2 separate regions of the Sparus aurata genome follow, and region 1 is linked to region 2. The links are chromatin contacts, called in public Hi-C maps. All regions are on one chromosome and are shown on one strand. Each heading gives the region's core, a stretch centred on a gene start, on an enhancer-like site or on the middle of the called end of the contact. The rest is flanking DNA. Distances are from core to core; before and after follow the strand shown.

What was found. Hi-C and Micro-C count contacts between places; a contact is called where the count stands out from the background.
Region 1: a Hi-C map of skeletal muscle shows a contact between it and region 2, with 6 times the contacts expected there. The contact joins the promoter of lsg1 here to the promoter of LOC115591804 in region 2. A contact is called at or near these places in 2 of 2 Hi-C or Micro-C datasets (skeletal muscle and an unstated tissue).

Annotation. Positions count from the first base shown.
Region 1 is chr11:18,379,600-18,384,099 of fSpaAur1.1, reverse strand. It overlaps lsg1 (large 60S subunit nuclear export GTPase 1), which reads right to left and starts at 2,489. Exons shown (of 14, transcript XM_030433745.1): 1 at 2,113-2,489; 2 at 1,450-1,576; 3 at 931-1,051; 4 at 749-835; 5 at 506-592; 6 at 351-411; 7 at 25-201. The coding sequence starts at 2,211. fam43a (family with sequence similarity 43 member A) reads left to right here and starts at 3,792. Exons shown (of 2, transcript XM_030433746.1): 1 at 3,792-3,884; 2 at 3,998-4,500. The coding sequence starts at 4,032.
Region 2 is chr11:18,219,531-18,224,025 of fSpaAur1.1, reverse strand. LOC115591804 (serine/arginine-rich splicing factor 11) reads left to right here and starts at 1,499. Exons shown (of 12, transcript XM_030434127.1): 1 at 1,499-1,864; 2 at 3,566-3,699; 3 at 3,951-4,495.

The DNA.
Region 1 (4,500 bases), core at 1,240-3,739, 160 kb before region 2:
CTTCAAAAACATCCAACTGCTCACCTTTTCTTCTGCATCCAGTCTGTTGCCCTCAGCCATGGCAGACCAGAAAACTGCCCTCAGCCCCTCTTTCTGGAAGTGTCTGGCCCAGGCCCGCCTCTGCTCCCTGGTCAGCAGGTCTGCCTTATTCACTAACAGCATGTTTACTTTGTGCGTTGACACTTCCTTTACGTACAACTCCTGGAAGCACACAACAGACATATCTTACAAAACAAAATAAAGGCAAAATGGGAGCTTTTCAACAGCCTGCATTCAGAAATGGTTTAGATTTTGCCTTCCCCCCCACCAGCAATATATGCAACTCCTCTTTCCCACCAAAGTGCACTCACCAGGTCAGGACATCTGAACAGCAAAGGATTTCTGGCATCAACAATTTGAATGACGACATCACTACAGAAAAAACATGAAAACAATTTTGCCTTAAGTATTACACAAGGGGAACACACTCCTCACTGGAGACAGGCATGGGCTGAAAAGTTTTTACCTCCTCTCAATCACTCTCCACAGCTGTCTCCAGAACTCCAGATTCCTCTCGAATGGGGTGAGAATTAACTTCTGTTCCTCTTCCAGCCTTTAAAGGTAACACTTAGAGTTAGATTGCCGACACTGATACTCCTTCACCAATTTAATCAGTTACAAAAACTGTTCTTGATTTTGTATGCAACTTTTAGCAGGTAAACATGCAACAAGAACACAAAGGTGGCTGAGTTTACAGAAGATTACATACTCTGCAAGCTCTCGTCTCCACTCCAAGAAGCTGTCTTTCTCTGCTTGTTGAAGCGCCTCTGGACTGGTGCTCTCATCCCAGTGGGGGCTTAAAATTGGTAGAGAGATATCACAAAAATTAAACCTGCAAAACACACATTACAGCAGTTCCATTAACTCAATTACCCAGGTCGATTTACTTACCGCCGAGGAATTCTGAGGAAATGCTTGTTCTCTTCATGAAGCGTTGCCAGCCTGGATTTCTCCTCAGCTGTTAACAAACCTGCTCTAGCTTCCACTGGCACAAACTTGATGTTAAGTTTCTCTGGGGTAACAAAGCAAGAAACAGTCAGGGACAGCAGTGGAATCAAAGGGACAGAGGTGCAGTGGATAACGTAGTAAGATAAAACAAAATTGTACGTATATATTTTAGCGTGCAAATCTCTAAAACACAGGAAACAATGTGGATACTGGATGGTAACAGTGCATCATCTCAACAGAGCACTAACATGTACAACATTTGCTGTGTGCCAACTAGTATTGAAAAGCAAGTTGAAAAGAAAAAATGAGAAAACTTAGTGTCAGAGATTCGCTCGTATTTGAGCACAGTTTGCCATGCTTATTTAGCAGAAATACTGATAACCTTTGGCTACAAAATCAAAATTGTAGCCACTTGTAGCAAATTTCAAGCACTTTATTTTGATCAAATTAGGTTTTATTTACCTGCAACAAATTCTGTTCCGGCCAGTTCGGCAGTGGCCAGAAAGTCATCCATGGAGCTCTGTTCTGTCACTGACTGCAGGTTCAGCCTGCCCCAGTCATAGCCATCATTCAGCTCACTGGTGTGGAGCTGCAAATATTTAAGATTAATGACGTTAATGACAAACCACACGTTAATCTACAGAAGTTACAGAAGTGCCTCAGGGAAAAGCTTCTCAATACACACGGGCTGCTTGAGGAGACATACGTTTACTCTGTTGTGTACTGCCCAAATACTCTCACGGTGGTTCCAAAAATTGTCTTGTAGGTTAATAGCTCTACGAATATTGAGATTTTACGGCAAACATGATGCTCCTATACGCCGAATTTACCACAGGAACGTATTTATTACGAAAAAGTACTAATGTATGCATTTCACGTCCGCGATAAGCAAAGCAGTGATAAAATGACATTTTCTTAAGCGAATTTGGTGCGAGCGAAGAACCACACTTTCCAGAACTATTGACAGCTCAGACGAAACCTCCGTGTACGGGAATAGATGAGTGGCATTTCATATATGATCGACAGAGAACTGGAACTTGATATCATTGTATGAACGGTGAGTTAATTATCTTTTATGGTTTGTTAAAGCGTGTTTAATATAAGCTAGTTGTTGCCATGTCATACCCATGAGTCGCCTCTCTTGTTTCCTCGGCCTGCCTGAAGTCTCTCTTTTATCAGAGCTCGACCCAGTCCGACTCCTCCGCCGGCCTTCTTCTTACCCATAACTTCTGATGTTGTCACAAAAAACCCCTCTGTTATAATATCGCACAGAATGTAAAACACTATTTGATGCTAGCTACAGTCTGTACCCCATGTGCACTGCGTTGTTGTCGTAAGAACCGGAAGTGGGACAAACCAATCGAGTTTCACCTAATCCGGAAGACTCGACCTCAACTACTTGGATATTCATTCACAGCCTTCTTTTAGTTGAATTGGTTATGAGTTTAATGTAATTTCTGAACTTCACCTCTACGAATACGAGCTAATGGCTGCTTTCTTCTAAGCAATTTAAACGACGCTGCTATGGTACCGTCCACTTTTCTGTCCAGCTATCAAAGGCGCTCTGAAGAAAATAGGACAGCCCTTACATTCGTTCCACATGCCAACGTGTAGTCCTGTAACAATCTAACGAGTAATAATACAGTCCACATATAATTCTGCAATAAATTAAAACCTCAAAAATCAAAAGTAAGTATTACGCAAAGTAGTAAGTGACCCCTCCTCCAATAGCAAACAACAGATGCAGTTCTGATATGAACCAAAAGATGGCAGCATAAACCAGCAGTGTATCAGAGTGACTTATCTCCCTTACTTCTACATAAAGCCTACCAATATCATGAACTGACAGACATAGAAAATATTTTTTATACTTTACATCTAATTTCTGTATTTCTCAATTTCATGTAAGATCAAAGCGTTTGTTAATATTGCATTTCAGTGTGATATAAAAACATAGAACATAGAACATAGAAAAGACTCTATTAATCCCTCACTGGGAAAATTCACTTGTTACAGCAGCCCAACCAGTCAAAAGCAGAGGAAAAAAACAGTGACCCAGTGACTGATGAAAAAAAAATGAAACAAGACGAAATAGATGAAATAGAATAATCAAAATAAAAAAATATATATATCTTTAAGACTATTAAGACTCTGTTCCTCTTTCATATGCAGATATGACCAAGAAGGACAATTGCACATGATAATTGCACCCACATTAATAATAATACACACATGGTGTGTAGCAATATATTAAAAAGGTATACTAAAAACAAAACAAAGAACAAACAACAACAACAACAACAACAACAACAACAAAAACATTAATATTTGTAATTTTTTTGGGTTTGATTTCAGAGGGAGAAACACAAGTTACATTTTTAGATAATATATAACTTCTGCCTTCTTGTTTCCACCCAGGCTTCCTTGGGTTTGGCTTGACTGTTGGGCTTGACTTGGGAAACTCTGTATGTAAAGGTGGTATATAAATAAAGATTATTATCATTATTATAAATAATTATAATTATTTATTATAATTATTATAATAAATAATTATAATCATTTACTACTCCATATGTATATATATATATATATATATATATATATATATATATATATATATATATATATATATATATATATATACATACATATTTCTCTCTATATATACACAGGCTGGCAAAGGTGACAGCTTTGTATCAATGAACACCACCTACACAAGCCACAACAGTTCCGTTCTCATTTGGTTCAGTCCCCCCTATTGTCACACTGAAATGGTTTAGCCCAGTATATAATCTTTGAAGCTCGTCTTCCCGCAGCAGACTCTATTGTGCACTGCGTTGAGAGAGAAGCGGGGACACCACAATGGAAAAGAGGACTTTAGCGGATAAACAGATGAAGTACGTTGTCTTTGCGTTCACTTCCCATAGATTAGCCCACAAATGACCTGACAGGGAGAGAAACTCTTCTAGGATTTAGTAGTGACCCAAAGTTTATTTCTTTCTTTCTCTAGACTTTGTTGCTGTTGACTGGAAACAGCAAGAAAAATGCTGCCTTGGAAGAAGAATAAGTTCGACCTGATTGAGGAAGACAAGCAGTCCAAGCAGAAGGGCTATGCGGTGAGTCTCAACTACTCCGTGCTCACGTCCTTCGCCAAGTCCTGCCCGGAGAGCGCGCTCAACAGGGTGGGCAGCATGTTCAAGTCCAAGAGGAAAAAGGTGAAGATCACCAGCGAGGACCCCACGTACACGGTGCTCTACCTGGGCAACGCCACCACCATCCAGTCCAAAGGGGACGGCTGCACGGACGTCGCCGTAAGCAAGATCTGGGGCAAGAGCGAAATGGGCAAGAACGGCACCAAGATGAGGCTGACCATCAGCTCGCAGGGCATCCGGATGGTGCATGTGGACGACAAGGCCAGGAGGCCGGGACACTTGTACTTGCTGCACCGGATAACCTACTGCGTCGCGGACCCGAGGCTACCCAAGATCTTCGCCTGGATTTACAGGCACGAAA
Region 2 (4,495 bases), core at 250-2,749:
GGTCTGTGCGTCCCTCCATGGATATGCCTTCCCAGACCACCACTGACTCACCACCAAACCTGTCATGCCGAACGATGTTGCAGGCAGCATAGTGTTCTCCTTGTCCTCTCCAGACTCTTTCACGTCCATCACAGGTGCTCAGGGTGAACCTGCTCTCATCTGTGAAAAGTACAGGGCACCAGTGGCGGACTTAACAATTCTGATGTTCTCTAGCAAATGCCAATCGAGCTCCACGGTGCTGGGCGGTGAGCACAGAGCCCACTACAGGACGTCGTGCCCTCAGGTCACCCTCATGAAGTCTGTTTCTGATTGTTTGGGCAGAGACATTCACACCAGTGGCCTGCTGGAGGTCATCCTGTAGGGCACGGGCAGTGCTCAACCTGTTCCTCCTTGCACAAAGGAGCAGATATCGGTCCTGCTGATGGGTTGAGGACCTTCTACAGCCCTGTCCAGCTCTCCTAGAGTAACATCCTGTCTCCTGAAATCTCCTCCATGATCTGGAGATTGTGCTGGGTGATAATGTGATAATGACTCTGGCCAAAACCAGCACTAGTGGAAAACCAGCCAAAAAAGATCAAGAGGGAGAAACTTGAAATGACCTCCACATGCAGAACCACATGGGGGTTTTCTCATTGTTGGCACTCTAGTGCCCCTGTTGTTAATTCCATCAACACCAATACAGCTGAAACTGATAAACAATGCCCTCTGCAACTTATCCGACCAGATCATTATCAGACAGGTTCAATTAACCTCATGCCATACCCAATAAAAAAACGTTCCTTTAATTTTTTTGAGCAGTGTATATACAGAAAACGATTCAGAAATGTCTGAAACTTGGCAGTAAATTAATGTAATCTTATCATAGATTTCCTTGTTTCTGGTCTGTTCTTTGTCGTAGTTCATTTAGAATAAAGTATAAGAATAGAATAACTTTATTGTCTAGTCGGAGCAGGAATATTGTCTCTGGTCTCACCCAGGAAAATACAAACACAAACATGTCCACAGGATTATAAACAAAAACAACACATCACAACAATAAAACAAAGATCTCTCAACTTTACAACTCTCAGTGCATTCATAACCATAGTGTTCATCTTACTTTCTCATATTTAAGTTTACTGTAATTGGCTGATAACATAAATTGTATTTTGGGTGAACGAGCCCTTGTAGATCTTTTTCTTTGCCAGAGGTTAATATTCTACAGTTTGAATTACATGTGTACACTTACTCAGCATTTAAGAATAAAACAAATATTTCTGTATGTCAAAGTTCTGATGTCTAATATCATTCTTTGGAAAACATGTTAACAACTCAACCAAAGGACAGGTGGAGTTGCAGAGACGTGTCAAATAGTCAGTGTGTTTCTACACCAGCAGTTATACATATATTAATGCCTGTATTTATTGTGCAATTAGTTAAATGCTTTATTACTATTTCCGCATCACTTGTGATCCTCCATATTTGCGCGGCTAAATTTCAGAAGTACGTGCTTCAAAACTGCACGTGAACGCAGCATCCCTGCCTCACGACATTTTGGGCAGCGGCATTGTTGCTCTCCGCTCGCGGCCGTTGTGTTCTCGTCCGCAGCAAATGTCGAACACCTTCCGCCTAAGCTAACAATGCTAGCTTTTGTGTTCGCTTGATGTTCTTTCGGTCGTAAACGTTACCCAGCTCGTCTTTTTTTGTTTTATTCAGGCACGTTGCTAGCGTAAAGCTAGCTAGCTTGATTAGCACTCGCGAAAATGAATTCCAACACGCACGTCATTCAGGTGACAAATGTGTCCCCGAGCACAACATCCGAACAAATGAGGACTCTCTTCGGATTCCTCGGAAACATAGAGGAGCTCAAACTGTTCCCACCTGAGTGAGTATTGTGAACTTTTAGTGGGTAACCCGTTTTCTCTCGCCGGTTCTTATTGAGGCCTGTTAGTGTTGAGTAGGCCTCACTGCACGGCATGCTAATGCTAATAACGTTTGCCCGCGCCTTCAGTGAATGCAGCAGCAGAGGTCTGTCACTCCCCTCAGCGGTGACGTTCTGGCGTGAGGGACGTAGAATGTTATTGATTATTCGCCTGCTGTGTGTTTATGGTAGGCGTTTAGTACACATTTAAAACCATGGTACAATAAACCCAAGCTGTTAGCCGACGGACATGTGGGCAGGTAATTAATCGCAGCAGCTTCGGCGATCTTTTAATTGATTAAGTCTGTTAACGTTATCAAGAAAACTGCTAGGAACTAAAGATTGGGGGTTGTTGCCTTGTGCTGTGTGTATTACGTGTATTTGATACGGGTCATTGTTTGGCCTCTAAATGTAAGAAAACAAGGTGGTAATTCTTCAGATAGAAGTAATGGGGGTCGACAGATGTGGCTTTTTCAGGGTCGATACCAATTATTAGAAATCAAGAGACTGAAAACTGATATTTGGGACCGATATTGCAGCTAAAATTAAACTCTGTCAAAATAATCAGCAACTACATTCAGATTTTATAGAGGCTGCTAACTCTGATTTGATGGCAGTCCGATATTTTTGTGGGTGGGAAAATGTTTGAGAGGATGCTGCATCAGAGCCAAAGTAGCCCATTTTTAAATTGGTTTGTTGAATGACATTCTGACAGAAAAATCGCTGATAATAGGTAACTGAACAAAGTGCCAAATATTCTTCTTTGACAACTGAATGTAAAAAAAGCAGTCAACTTTTCAGTTAGGGTAATTACAGAATTGAAAAATGGTAGCTATAAGCCTGTTAAAGCTCTTTTGCCCTTCTGTTTAACACGATTTTAAGTTAAATCATCTGTGCATTTTTCTGAGGTCTTGTAGACTTAAAAATGGTTTAATTTGAAAAGTAATTGTTAGATGAATTAGTAATGTAAATAAACCACTGCTGTCCTAGGTGTAAATGCTTATTTCTACCAATTGGAAAAACAAATGACTCTACTTTTTTTCCCCCAATTAGTTAGGGATATTGGGATATGGATTCATATATGCATGTGCATGAAAATTAAAGTCAAATGAAATGCGTCTCATACTTCGGGACAAAAAATATTTTAAAAATCAGATGTATAACAAAACAGGGGAAACATTTAAATATCCCAATATCCCAAGTTTAATTGAATGTTTGTGTTGTCAGTGACTTCCTGTTGTCAATGCCCTCATCCTACTTGGGGTGTTACTTAATGGCTGCAACACACTCACTATAGTAGGAAATGATTACTCTCTCCTTTGTATCCCCCTCTATTGAGTAACCCCTGGCATCTCAGCAGGTAGGACGTGTCGAGGACTGTAACAAGAACTTAATTCAGTCTTAGTTTCTCGCAGGCAACCAGTGGGAATATACATAAAGTGATTTGACTGTGATATTTGCTCTTCAACAGATTGTCGATGCAAGTTGTGACAACACAATATGTCTAATAAGACACCTTGTTGGTCTCAGCAGAGGACAAGATTGTATAGCCCTTAATCCATTATTAGTTTAGCTGTCCCTGGGGACACAAAACTCAGTTTGAAGAAGGCATGTTGGCTGTCCTTGTTTGTATTCTTTGCACAACATATCTGTATTTTTTTCCAGTGACTCTCCCTTGCCTGTGACTTCACGTGTCTGTTTTGTAAAGTTCCTTGAGTCTGAATCGGTGGGCGTTTCCCAACACCTGACGAACACCGTCTTCGTGGACAGAGCCTTGATCGTGGTTCCTTTTGCTGAAGGTGGGTGTCTCATTTATTCTTGTATCACTCACACGGCTATTTCTGAACATGCATCACAATGTGTGTAGGTTTATCTAGAATTGCAAACACTATCTGAGCCATTGTGAGTTTTTTCTGACCAAGCAAAATTAGCTAAGCTTTCCTGTGCTTGGCATTTCTAGGTATCAGAAAGGGAAATGTACATTTGTGTCCATGTCTTACAATCTAGCTGTAAACTTCTCTCTCTGTTATTTGTGTTGTGGTTTTCATAGTGGACAAGTCATTTGCAGAGAGCCCCTTCCTTGCTGGCTGAAAGTGGTCCTCTGCTGCCATCAGGAGATTAGAAAAAATAATGGCACCAGACTCGCAAGCCCCCTTCTCTCTCTTGTTCTGCAGTAAAATATTAACTCATTATTTTTTTCTCTATGTTCAAGGCATCTTTTCTTTAAAAAAAAAGAAGAAGAAAAAAAAGAAAGAAAATTGGCCACACAACTCTTAAGCAAAATGAGGGGGTGGGGGAGAGGGTGCAGGCCATCTTGATTCCTCACATGTTCAAAAAGATTTTAAGATTTTTTGAATAAAATGTATGTCGAATAGAAGGTATGCACCAAATTGGGGATGCCCCGAGCAGATTATAGAGGCTGATTGGTGTGGACTTGAAGCTGGAACCAGTTCTGATCCACTGTTTATATTTTCACCTTTGCACTCTGGTTTCACCAGATGTCAGAATGTCTCACTGTGCTTGAACCAATAAACGTCAAACAATTCAGTTTCAGTTAATGACATCTGCACTGACAACATGCAGATTAAATGGCAC